Linked DNA regions of Macaca mulatta: region 2 is linked to region 1. Evidence: chromatin contacts called from public Hi-C data. All regions are on one chromosome and are shown on one strand. The core of a region is the stretch at or near the end of the contact, and the rest is flanking DNA. Distances in the headings are between cores, read along the strand shown.

Evidence for each region. Hi-C and Micro-C count contacts between places; a contact is called where the count stands out from the background.
Region 2: a contact with region 1 is called in a Hi-C map of fetal cortical plate, with 2.3 times the contacts expected there. The contact joins the promoter of SOX4 here to the promoter of LOC106997839 in region 1. A contact is called at or near these places in 2 of 14 Hi-C or Micro-C datasets (fetal cortex germinal zone and fetal cortical plate).

What each region holds. Positions count from the first base shown.
Region 1 is chr4:161,457,724-161,463,446 of T2T-MMU8v2.0, forward strand. It overlaps LOC106997839, which reads right to left and starts at 3,991. Exons shown (of 11, transcript XR_013417061.1): 1 at 2,136-3,991; 2 at 1-157.
Region 2 is chr4:161,527,442-161,533,351 of T2T-MMU8v2.0, forward strand. SOX4 (SRY-box transcription factor 4) reads right to left here and starts at 2,338. Exons shown (of 1, transcript XM_001098923.5): 1 at 1-2,338. The coding sequence starts at 1,556. The coding sequence ends at 129.

The DNA.
Region 1 (5,723 bases), core at 2,741-5,240:
GATGAATCCAGGAATGATTTGACCTTGTATTGGTACTTCCATATTGTTGGCTGATAGAAAGATCCAGTAAGAACAACGCAGAAGGAAGGAGGTCAGTGCTAGGAAGTACTCCAGCAAATGCATGATGCTTTATAGATGCTGATAATAGTAATTACACCTATACAATTGAAATTAATTAAAGTTAGCTTCCAAGTTATTCTGCCTCCTCACTTTCTAAAAGGAAGTAATTGTTGCAATAATATATTTCAGTCTTTGATACGAAAACTCAAAACTACGTAGTTCTAGCAGTTGAATCATTTCTAGGTACAAGTCTTCAGTAGTAACTACTGTATACAGAATCAAAAGTTGAAGAAGCTAAAAGACAATGTTTGGGTGTTTCCTCAAGTTATTGACAGTGCATGCAGTTTGATGTTTCATTTGTCTCGTCAAAAGTAAGTCCAAGGGAGTGAGGAAAGCCTCTAGCACTTGGGAATATACGAGAGAAGAAAGTGGAGAAGGCAATAAACTATCTTGGCATTAGAAATGATCTCACAAAACATACCTGAAGATAATAATCTTTAGGTTATTCTGCATGTAGAATTCCAAAAGCCTATTCTGCATATTCCTATAGCGCATACATTTGCCCACTTTCAACAAACCCCCAACTTCAGTCTCCAAAATGCTTTTCCTTTTTTTTTTTTTTTTTTTTTTTTTGAGACAGAGCCTGGCTCTGTCACCCAGGCTGGAGTGCAATGGCATGATCTCAGCTCATTGCAACCTCAGCCTCCTGGATTCAAGCGATTCTCCTGCCTCAGCCTCCCAAGTAGCCGGGACTATAGGCACGCACTGCTACGCCCAGCTAATTTTTGTATTGTTAGCGGAGAAGGGGTTTCGCCATGTTGGCCAGGCTGGTCTCGAACTCCTGACCTCAAGAGATCCACCCGTCTCGGCCTCCCAAAGTGCTGGGATTACAGTGAGCCACCGCGCCCGGCCCCCAAAATGCTTTTTCTACAAACCAATTGACAGTATGGGATAAACAACTCCTGTATAAAATGGAAAAGCGATGGGAGAAATTGTACCTAAACTGGCAATGTTTACTAGGTGTTGAGTGTTCCCCTCATTCGAGCATGACCCAACCTAGAAACACTCCGAAGTTAAGCTACTTAGGAAACAAAGTTAGGGCGTCTTCTTTAGCCTATGAAGACGGAGTGGTCTGCGCTGCCTCTTCACCCCGCAGAAGCAGTAACAGCCATCCCTCTTTTGGGCGGGCGTGGCAGATAGAAACAAAAGGTTAAAACACAAAAGGCGGGGCGGAAGGCTGGGTCAGAGGAGCTTCTGGGGCTCACGTTCTGCTTTCTATTCAAACACGTTGAAATGGGGTTGGGGGCGGGGGTGATGGAAAGTGAGAGAGGTGAGGACGGATCCCAAGGATAGCCTGGGTTATTCCGGGTGGATCGTGAAATTGAAAGGGGCGAACGGGATGGCTCTAACTAGTGGTCCAGGCCCCATCCCCTCCATCCCTGCATCTCTGACAGTCTGGAACCTGTGGCTTCCTCCACCCCTCTCAGCCCCGAAGAAAACTTTCTGAACTCTTAGATCTGTTTGTTGTAAACCTCTCCTTGACCGCTAACACAAGGGTCCAATCCCCTCCAACCCAAACCTTTCTTCCTTCCATTGTTGCACCGTTTTTATATTGTGCGTGGTATCTACAGAGCGCTCTGCAGACAGCTAACTTATACAAACGACCCCCATATCCATATCGCTTTCTTTTGCATGACCAAAGTCAGGGTTAGGGTGGGGACGAGGCTGGACTTGCCCCTCTCAATTTCTGCATATTCATCCCTACAAGAGTGCAGCTGGAAGAAAGCGAGGCAATACTCCCTCACCCCACCCTTTTGATACCCTCCTCCCCATCCCCCCAGCCCCTCATATAAAGAAGCACATGAGATAAATGCCTACTTGGCTTTTGCCTATTAAAAATAAACAAATGAAACAATTGCGCGAGTTCTTTAAAGAACAAAAGGGAGGGGAATGGGGAAAGGAGGTACAATTTACCAGCCAAACTTTGCCACTGAGCTACTCCTCTGCCCTCCGAAGGGCGGGGAGCGGGGCGAGTTGAGGGGAGAGAGGTAAACAGGACAACAGTCCCCACTCACCTTCTTCCCCACTTCGTCGCACTTTTAAGGGACATTTCCCCCGCTGCAGTCCGCGAGGCGTTTGGACACTTTTTCCTGGCCTGACAGCAGAGAAAGTCGCGGCGGCAAAGTTGCGAGAGGGAGATACCCCGGCGTCCGGGGAGAGGGGAGGAAAGAGAGTTCATCAGAGTTCCCCCTTTTGTTCCAAGTCCCGGAGCAGACAAAGAGGCGGCGAGCGGCGGCAGGTTTCTCCCTCTCACCCCTTCTTCCTCTCTCCCTCCCCTCCCTCCCCGCCCCCTCCCTCTCCCCGCATCTCCCGCCCGGCTCGGGAACCTCCGAGGCGAGCTGGGGCTGCTCGGTCCCCAGTTCATCGCAACTCTGCCCGGACCGTCTCCTCCCACTGCCTGGCTCGAAACTTTTCCCGGGAGATGCCAGCCCTGGCCCCCTCCGCACCGCGCACAAGTCTGGGGCGGTGGGCAGGGGATCTCCAAAATCATTGTTTCCCGGAGATGCACCTCTTTGTTTGCACTTTCCCTGCCAATCAATGTGAACCATTCACTTGGGCATCGAGTTTCTGCCCGTTTTTCGTCATCCCAAGAGACAAAATGCAAAGGGTAGGGGGTCAACCCTAGATAAAGGCGCTTACACAATCAGAGGTGGGGCGCAGGATAGGCTCTTCATCCTCCTTCGTCCTCTCGGATTCACCCTCCTCCACCCAACACACAGAACAACTCTAAGGGGCTCCAAGTGTTAGGAAATTCTCCTCACCCACCCTTCCCCACCTACCCCCACCCACGCTGTCCCTCTGGAGAACCCTCTAATTGGCAGGACAAAGGCCAGCTCGGGGTTCGGCCGGGGCCTCCATCCATCCCTCGGGGCTACCTGTTGCTGTAGGCGCAGCGCAACTCGGTCCAGGGGCTCCAAGGAAGGATTCCCAGCTCCAGCATCGTGCCCACCTTCTCAGGCCCCGAACTTCCCCTAATCTCAAACTGCGAAGGTAAGGCTCTCAGGACGATCAGGCTCCCTCCGACCCTAGAGCCAGGCGCTGCTCACTCGTCCTCTTCCCTACACCATATCCTCGTGCTCACCCCAAAGATATGAGTCGGGGTCCCAGACCGCCTCCTCATCCTCTACCCCCTGCCGCGACACGTCCCGGCCGAGCATCCCCTCTTCCCTTCCCCTCCCCCACTGCCTTGTCCCGGACAAATCAGGTGTCTCGGACCAGGGACAGCTTCTGACCCTTCCCCAGGTCCTTTGCTGTCATCCTCAACCTCTAGAATTGGGATCCCATCCAAATGGTCCCCCACCCCTCGACCCTGATCCCAACTTCGGGCCACAGCACTGGCTCGCTGAGTGACTCAGAGCAGCACTCGTTTTCCTTCTAGGTTCACTAGAATTGAAGAAAAAGAAAGCAGGGAGGCGGGGGAAATGGGAGAGAGTGGGGGCCCGCATGGGGAAGCAATTTCTAGGGCAAAAGAAAAAAACATTCCCATGCCAACACCCACCCTCTAGTTGGTATCCAGCCTGCCGCGCACCTTTGCTTCCACCCTCTTTCCTTTCTCCCCATCCCAGACTTGGGATCTTTTCGGGTTGATGAAGTTTGGGGGTAGAGGGATGAGGCAGACGGAAGCTTGGGGACCTGGGGGCTATGTCCTGGGTAGGCTTGCGGGGGGAGGGGCATTCAGGGGAGGGCTCCCGCTGGGTCCGGAATGTCGTGGCGGTAGGTCCCTGCACCCGCCCGGCGACTCCTTGCCAAGGTCTCTCCTCCAGAGCAGAACAAAGACGCCGCGAGGAGAGCTTCTGTCCTCGCCTCCCCCGCCCAGCGCTTCACTCGCACCAGCCCACGCCGCTCTCGGAAACTTTACAGCCAACTTCCCCTAGAGTTCGTGCGCGCGGCGAAGGGGGCCAGAAGGAGAAACCGGGACAATTGCATCCCAGGACCAGAGATGCCCTCTTCCCCGTCCCCTCCCGGACAGGGAGCACCACCTCTTGCGCCACCCGTCCCGGCCCGCGAGCTGGGCGACCCCCGGTGCCAGGGCGAGCGGAGCACGCGCTTTCCCCAGCTCCTTAAGGGAATGATGTTTCTTTAGTTTGGACGCGTACAGTGCTGGGCAGTGGGGTCAGAGGAAAGAGGTGGCCAAGAGATAAAGAAGCGGCCGCCGGCAACGCGCAGGGCCGCGGCTCTGGCCGCTGAGGCCCAGGGCGCAGGAAGCGCACGGGTGTGAGCCGCGCCCGTCGGGCCGGGTTCCTGCGCGTCCCGTTCCGCCCTCGGATCCCAGGGAGCAGCCGTGAGGCAGGACTCAGGGCCCGCCTGGGCGGGCCTCCTGGAGCGTCGGCCTCCTCACCTTCAGGGAGCCTCGACACCTGCGCCGTCGCCTCGCGGAGCCCTGGGTCTCTCGGGCAGTCAGTCGGCTACTGGAAGCTCAGGAACCTCATCTTAGGCGAGGAATCTTGAACGCACCACAACCAACCACAAAGAGAAAACAGCCCCCACCCACTCCTGTCTGGCACATTTTCCTCTTTGTTTAATTATGTTGACTTCCAGAATTCTCTTTTTAGGAGAAGCCTACCCTCCCCGAGACAAAACCTTTCCTTCTCTTATCCTCAGGGATCTGCATGGAAAATAATGAAAAGTCAGTACTTTGAGACAATTCCATTCTGCTGCCTCTCGAAAATCCAGGTTATAGGGTAAATCAACCAAGATAGGGTTTTTGACTTCGAAATAACACCCAATACTCCACTTACTAAGCAGAGCTATTAAAGCATTACCGATCCTTTGAAAATGTTTACTGTTTGTTTCTCTCTTTTTTCAGGGAATGAAGAATAAGGGTCATTTGCTAGGTGCAAAAGTCAATATGGCCTTAAGAAGGCTTTCTTCCTGCTGCCTGTCTTTATGAAATATTGCTCTCAGAGCTGTTTGAAGTATCTCTCTTTCCCAACCTGCTGGTGAACTAACTGATTTCTTCCTGGAATCTTGGTCTTCCACCCATCAGAGCTCCATCTCTGTAATAAAGCCGGCTGCTGGGACAATGTATGAGCTGTACACTCCTACCTTTTAAAGCATACCATCTTTTTCTCAGATGTCACCAGAGCTTTAATATCTTTTTAAAGAGTTAATTAACATCATCTAGGCTCAAAGATGGATATAGCAGAGCATATAAGCCAGGTATCTTTTCTGTACTAACAGGGTTGGGGCTCCAACAGTATGTCATGGGCTTCCTACTGGCAGGCCAATGGCATCTTACTCTTCCCTCTCTGCTTCCCCATTCAAGGGCTTCCTCTGGCTGCCAGACCCCACTTTGCCAGTGCAGAGGGGCAAGCCAGAGGAGCCAAGCAGTTAATTCCTCTCAGAGCAGCCCTCAACCAATCAAAGATTGGTTTTGAGGCCAGGCATGGTGGCTTACAACTGTAATCCCAACACTTTACAAGGCAGGTGGATCATTTGAGGGCAGGAGTTTGAGACCAGCCTGGCCCACATGGTGAAACCTTGTATCTACTAAAACATACAAAAATTAGTGGGGCGTGGTGGTATGTGCCTGTAAACCCAGCTACTCAAGAGGCTGAGACAGGAGAATTGCTTGAACCCATGAGGTGGTGATTGCAGTGAGC
Region 2 (5,910 bases), core at 1,088-3,587, 68 kb after region 1:
GCCCTGCTCATTTTTTTTTCTTTTTTCCCTTTTCTCTTTCAACTCTTCGTCTGTCCTTTTCGTTTCATTTTTTATTTTTATTTTTTCTCCTCTCCTACCCCCGGCGCTCCCCACTGCCTGCGCGCCCTTCAGTAGGTGAAAACCAGGTTGGAGATGCTGGACTCGAGCCAGTCTCCCGAGATCATCTCGCTCACCTCGGGCGTGCAGTAGTCCGGGAACTCGAAGTGCGAGCCGGAGCCGGGCTCGAAGTTAAAATCCAGGTCCCGGTCGAGCGCCGACGACGAGCTGAAGCTGCCCAGGGACATGCTCTCAAAGTTTGAGCTGGGGTTCAGGTCGAGCAGGTCGTCTTCGAACTCGTCGTCGGAAGACGAGGAGCCCGAGGAGGAGGAAGAGGAGGAGTGGGACGAGGCCGAGGAGGACGCGTGCGAGGGCGCGCTGGACGGGGCGGGCGAGGCGGCGCGCAGGCTGGCGTAGCCGCGGTGGTCGGCGGGCGAGCGGCCGGCGGCGGGGGACGAGGCGGCGCTGCTGCGGCCGCTCAGGCTCGGCGCGTCGGGCGAGCAGCCCGCGCCCTCCTCCTCGTACAAGCCCAGGGGGTCGCTGGGGTCGGCTCCCGCGCCCACGCCGCCCACGGGCGACGACGACGTGCCCAGGCCGCCGAACAGGTAGACGCGCTTCACCTTCTTCTCCGCCAGGTGCTTGCCCGGGGCTGCAAGCGCTGCGGAAGCAGAGGCCGCCGAGGAGGCGGAGGCCGAGGCGCTGGGAGTCCGCGCCTTGTACAGCGAGTGGTGGTCGGCGGCGGCGCCCAGGGGCAGCAGGGCGGCGGCCCCCGCCTGTTCGGCGGCGAAGGAGGAGGCGGCGGCGGCAGCCGCTGCTTTCCCGCCGCCGCCGCCGCCTGCCAGGATGAGCTTGGCGTGCGGTTTGCTGACCCCGCCGCCCGCGCCGCCCGCCACTTTGGAGCCGCAGCTCTTTTTCTGCGCCGGTTTGGAGTTGGCGCCGCCGCCACTCGCACCGCCGCCTCCTCCCCCCGCGTTGCTGCTCCCGCCGCCGCCGCCGCCCCCATGGCCGCCCCCGCCGCTGCCACCGACCTTGTCTCCCTTCTCCCCTGGCTTGGAGGAGGCGGCGGCCGAGGAGCTGGAGTTAGCGTTGCCGGATTTCACCTTCTTCCTGGGCCGGTACTTGTAGTCGGGGTAGTCAGCCATGTGCTTGAGGCGCAGCCGCTCCGCCTCTCGAATGAAAGGGATCTTGTCGCTGTCTTTGAGCAGCTTCCAGCGTTTGCCCAGCCGCTTGGAGATCTCGGCGTTGTGCATGTCGGGCGACTGCTCCATGATCTTGCGCCGCTCGATCTGCGACCACACCATGAAGGCGTTCATGGGCCGCTTGATGTGCCCACTCGGGGTCTTGCACCAGCTCGGGTCGTCGGCCTTACCGCCCGTGGAGGCGGTGGAGCCGGGCGTGGGGGAGGAGGCGATGCCCAGCTCGAGGCCGGCGCCGGAGTCCGAGCTCTCGCCAGCCAGTAACGCTTCCGTGTTCTCGGCATTGTTGGTTTGCTGCACCATGGCCCCGGCTTGGCGGGCGCCCACGCGCGCTCACACCCTCGCGGCGGCCGCGGCGCGATCGCCGGGCCCTCCCGGCTTCCCGGGCCGAGCACACGCCGAACGGGAAGACGCGCGCGGCGGCCGAACTGGCCCCTCAACTCCTCGCAGGGGCGGAGGTGGGCGAAGAGAGAAAAGTCCCCAAAAGATGCGGGGAAGGAGTTCTCCGCCTCTCGCAGAGGAGTTATAGTTCCCAGTCTGGAGAGTCTCTCCCTCTCTCTCGCTCTCTCACCGCGCTGCAGTTTGCTGTCTCTCGGCTGAGTCTGGAGACCGTGCTAAAGTAGAGAGGAGTTTCTCGAATGCTGGTTGCTGAAGCTTCCAATACAAGTTTCTCGCGGCCTCCCAGGCAAGTCTTTTTTTTTTTTTTTTTTCTTTTTCCCTGAAGCAGTTGATTCCAGTTCACGAGCGCTCTCGGTAGCTCAGGAAAGCGACATAGTCTCTAGCACTTAGTCCCTCTCCTACAATGCAAAGCAAAAAAGACTCTGGCTCCAGGACTGTCTGTGGGCGGAATCGGCACTAAGGAGTTTGTGCAATTATTTTGTTGCAAGGTAGGAAGCCAAAAAGCCTGCATGCAACAGACTGGCATGAATAAATGTATGTTTCTCCCTCCCTTCTGCAAGAAGGGAGCTGGTAATGGCAAGAATTCCTCCAGTGCAGACTCTTAAAGAGCGTGCAAGAACTAGAGACCCGACAGCTAAACAGGCCTCTTCCCCTCACACACAGTTTCTCCTGCTGCAGCTTAGAGCAGACCCCAATTCCGCCTCGCGCCTCTTTATCCTTTCACAGTCTTGGCTGCAGCCAATCAGCTGCTGTAACCAACGCTTCCTCATGCCAAACCCCTCCCCCGGGCTTCCCATTGGCTTGGAACCCGATGCAATAATAATCTCCGCGTGCAATGAGAAGCTCCAAATCTGACCTCATTCCAATTTACAGAGCAAACTTTTTAAAAGGGCTAGAAGTACAGCTGAGATTTCTGCTGCCTCTTTTTTCCTTTTGCTGTGTGTGTGTATGCGCGCGCGTGTGTGTGCGGGCGTGCGTGTGTGTACAGTGTGTGAAGAGGATGTTAATGCATGAAATTATTAAAGGGAGAGACGGAAATGTATTCTAACCATTATGTTAGATAACAAGGGGCTTGGAAGGGGGCGGGGTAAGGGTGAAATACTGTAAATGGAAGCTTTCTGCTTAAAAGCCAAGTGATTATTTTTATTACTTCTTTTCAGCATTGGAATAAAGAATCAGCCTCTCGTGCAAAATCTGTTCCCCAGCTCTTTCTTAAAGCCAAAGCTGTAAAGGGGAAGAGAAAGCCACAACAATAAATCAATGGATATTGAAAACCATTAAGAAAGTGGTACCTAGACACCTGTCATCACAATTATTTTAACAACTCTAGGTACAGCACAGATGTTGATGTATTGTGTAAATCCCTTCAGAACCATTTTTGTGCTGTTTGTGGAAGGCAGGGAAGACCTCTTTGCAATAATTGCTTACTCTCTTAACCAAATAGGGGTCAACTATGGTTATTTAATGATTTAAACTCCCTGTAAATCCTGCATAGCCCAAACAGAGGAGCTTTCCGTGAAACACATTAGGTAGTGCTCCATAATTACCTCAATGGGCAAATTTCCAGAGTTTTGTATAGGATGTATAATCGTATGTAAAGGATGGAAATCGGTTTTACTTTCTAAATATTTGTTTTCCCTGTTTTCAGAATTAAAGATTGCTTCACTCTCTTCCCTCTCCTCCTCCCAAAGCCATCTCCCTCCTTTCCTTCTTATATATTTCCTCTTGTTATTTGTTACTTGAATCGAAGGGAACTGAAAAACCAAGGCAAAGAGAAACTGTAGAAGGAGGTGATAAGTGGTAGCAGAAGAGAGTAGGGCCTCCGGATTCATAGTACACCTGGCTGCTAATCCTTCTTACTGGTTTGTAACTATGGGGATGTGGCGAAGTCTCAGTTTTCCTCATCTATTATATGGAGGAGCTACTTCATAGAGGGTTGTTGTGAGGGGTCAAAGAATTTGTGACTATGAAGCACCTGCTCTATTGTAAGCCCTCAATGAATACTAATACCTTCCTTTCTAATTCAAATACCAGACATGCTCCTAGTAAAAGCTGCATGTTGTTCAAGAGACTAACACAGAATAACCACTGATGTAAAAAAGTAATAACAGGCCAGGCGCGGTGGCTCACGCCTGTAATTCCAGCACTTTGGGAGGCTAAGGTGGGTGGATCACTTGAAGTCAGGAGTTTGAGACCAGCCTGGTCAACGTGGTGAAACCCTGTCTCTACTAAAAATAAAAAAATAAAAAAATTAGCTGGGCCGGGATGCTTGTGCCTGTAATTCCAGTTGCTTGAGAGGCTGAGGTGGGAGAATTGCTTGAACCCAGGAGGTTGCAGTGAGCTAAGATTGAGCCACTGCACTCCAGTGGGTGATAGAGTGTGACTCTGTCTCAAATAATAAATAATAATAATAATAACAACAACAGATCATTGATGTGAACCATACAAGGACAATAGTGGCAACCCTGCCATTCCATTGATTTTAAAAGAAAGGAACTCCATGAAGAATACTAAGAAGAATGTGGCAAAGAAAGGATGCCAAGGTATTCAAAATAAATGTTGGCCACAGAAATTACTTGTTTTCCAACGTCTGAAAATTAGAATTGTAGTAAAAATCAGCTTTCCTTAACACTATAATAGGAAACTAATATTCTTCAGGCCAACCATAAGTGGTTAGGTAAGATCAATCCAAAATAATTAAGTCAGCTTTTGATTCAGAGTAAACTAGTGCTGGGTAGTAAATTTCTATTTATCTTGTCAAACTTATAAAGTATGTAGGCTGGCAATAGGCCCAGGTTGTCAGACTTAGAATTTTACTGGAAAGAACACCCTATGTAGCCATCTGACTGGCTCTGTAAGGATCAACCACAAGCAAAACTGTTTTTGTGGGTAAAAGCAAATAATTTTTGACCATTAGCTACTTGTATTATATACTTTTTTTTTTTTTAAATGAGAAACAAATCCTTAAAAAAAGAAAAACCCAAACCAAAAACACACAGGCACCTTTTCTGCATAACAGTGTTGCTGTGTTATAAACTTCATTTTATCTGGTGTGCATAGAAACACATCCTTAAATGTAACCAATCTGACAAAAAAAAAATTATTTTAAGAGGGCTATTATCTATAAGATCAATGTTTTCACTAGGATAAACAAGAATATATTTATTTTTGGATTTGTACTAACTAATGACTTGAGGGTGTAGCTAGTTTGATAATTCAGTCAAGTTGAGTATCAGTATTATTGATTCTATTTCTAAGTCATTTATGCTTCCATCATCGAATATGATGGGGAAGAGTGGAAATTAAAGCAGTCATATATTTCTGCTTAAAACACACGGATTTTTTAAAGGGTGTACTAAAACATAGCCACTGGCCTCATTCTTTTGTTACATGTATTTCAACAAATCCAACAAATTTTAAGACACACCATTACATTCCACCAAGGAAGAAGAACTGCCAATGAAACTGTGATATCCCCCTAGATGTAGGATGTCTCCTTATTTCAGAAGCGTTGAAATGAAAAGAAAAATTTTGTCTCAGACTTGATGAAATATGGTATCAGTAACTTCCATTGACTTTATAAGATGATTACTGTATATATATTTATATATTACAGAAGTGCTTAGACTTCTGAAATAGATCTGTTCTAGTGAGTTAGTTCTCTTACAATGTAAGAAAACATATGACAAATGCCCTTTTATTAAAGTCACCTTTATGACCAAGTAAGTGTGTGCACACTGGAATGTATTGGACCTCTCAGTACCAAATAATGAGAAAAGATTTCTCCCTTCTAATTCCCTAACTTCATATGCTCTGTAATCAGTTCTCCATTACTGACATTTTGTTCCCAAAATACCAGATATTTGGTGGCCCCTACTAAATCAGTACTCAGTGTTCCCTCTGCTGGCTTTGCAGTACATGAAGTAATTCTTAATGCTACTCTTTTAGCTCTATGAAGAGAAAGCCAAGATTATTTTGCAGAAAAAAAAAGTCCTGGTTTAGAATAATAGACTGTCTTTATTAGCAATGATGTTAGACATTTCAAATTTTGAATTAGGTATTTTATTCCCTTAAATGATGGAATTCCATTTGAGATGTAAGTGTAATATCTGCTAATGCATTTCTTCTGCTCTCACACATCTACACAACAGAAAATCTCACATCCATACAATTATGAGGCATAGATGACATAAGATTCTATTCCACTGCTTAATATATTCCTTTGGCATGGAGGGAGGGACCTGAATGGAAATTAGTT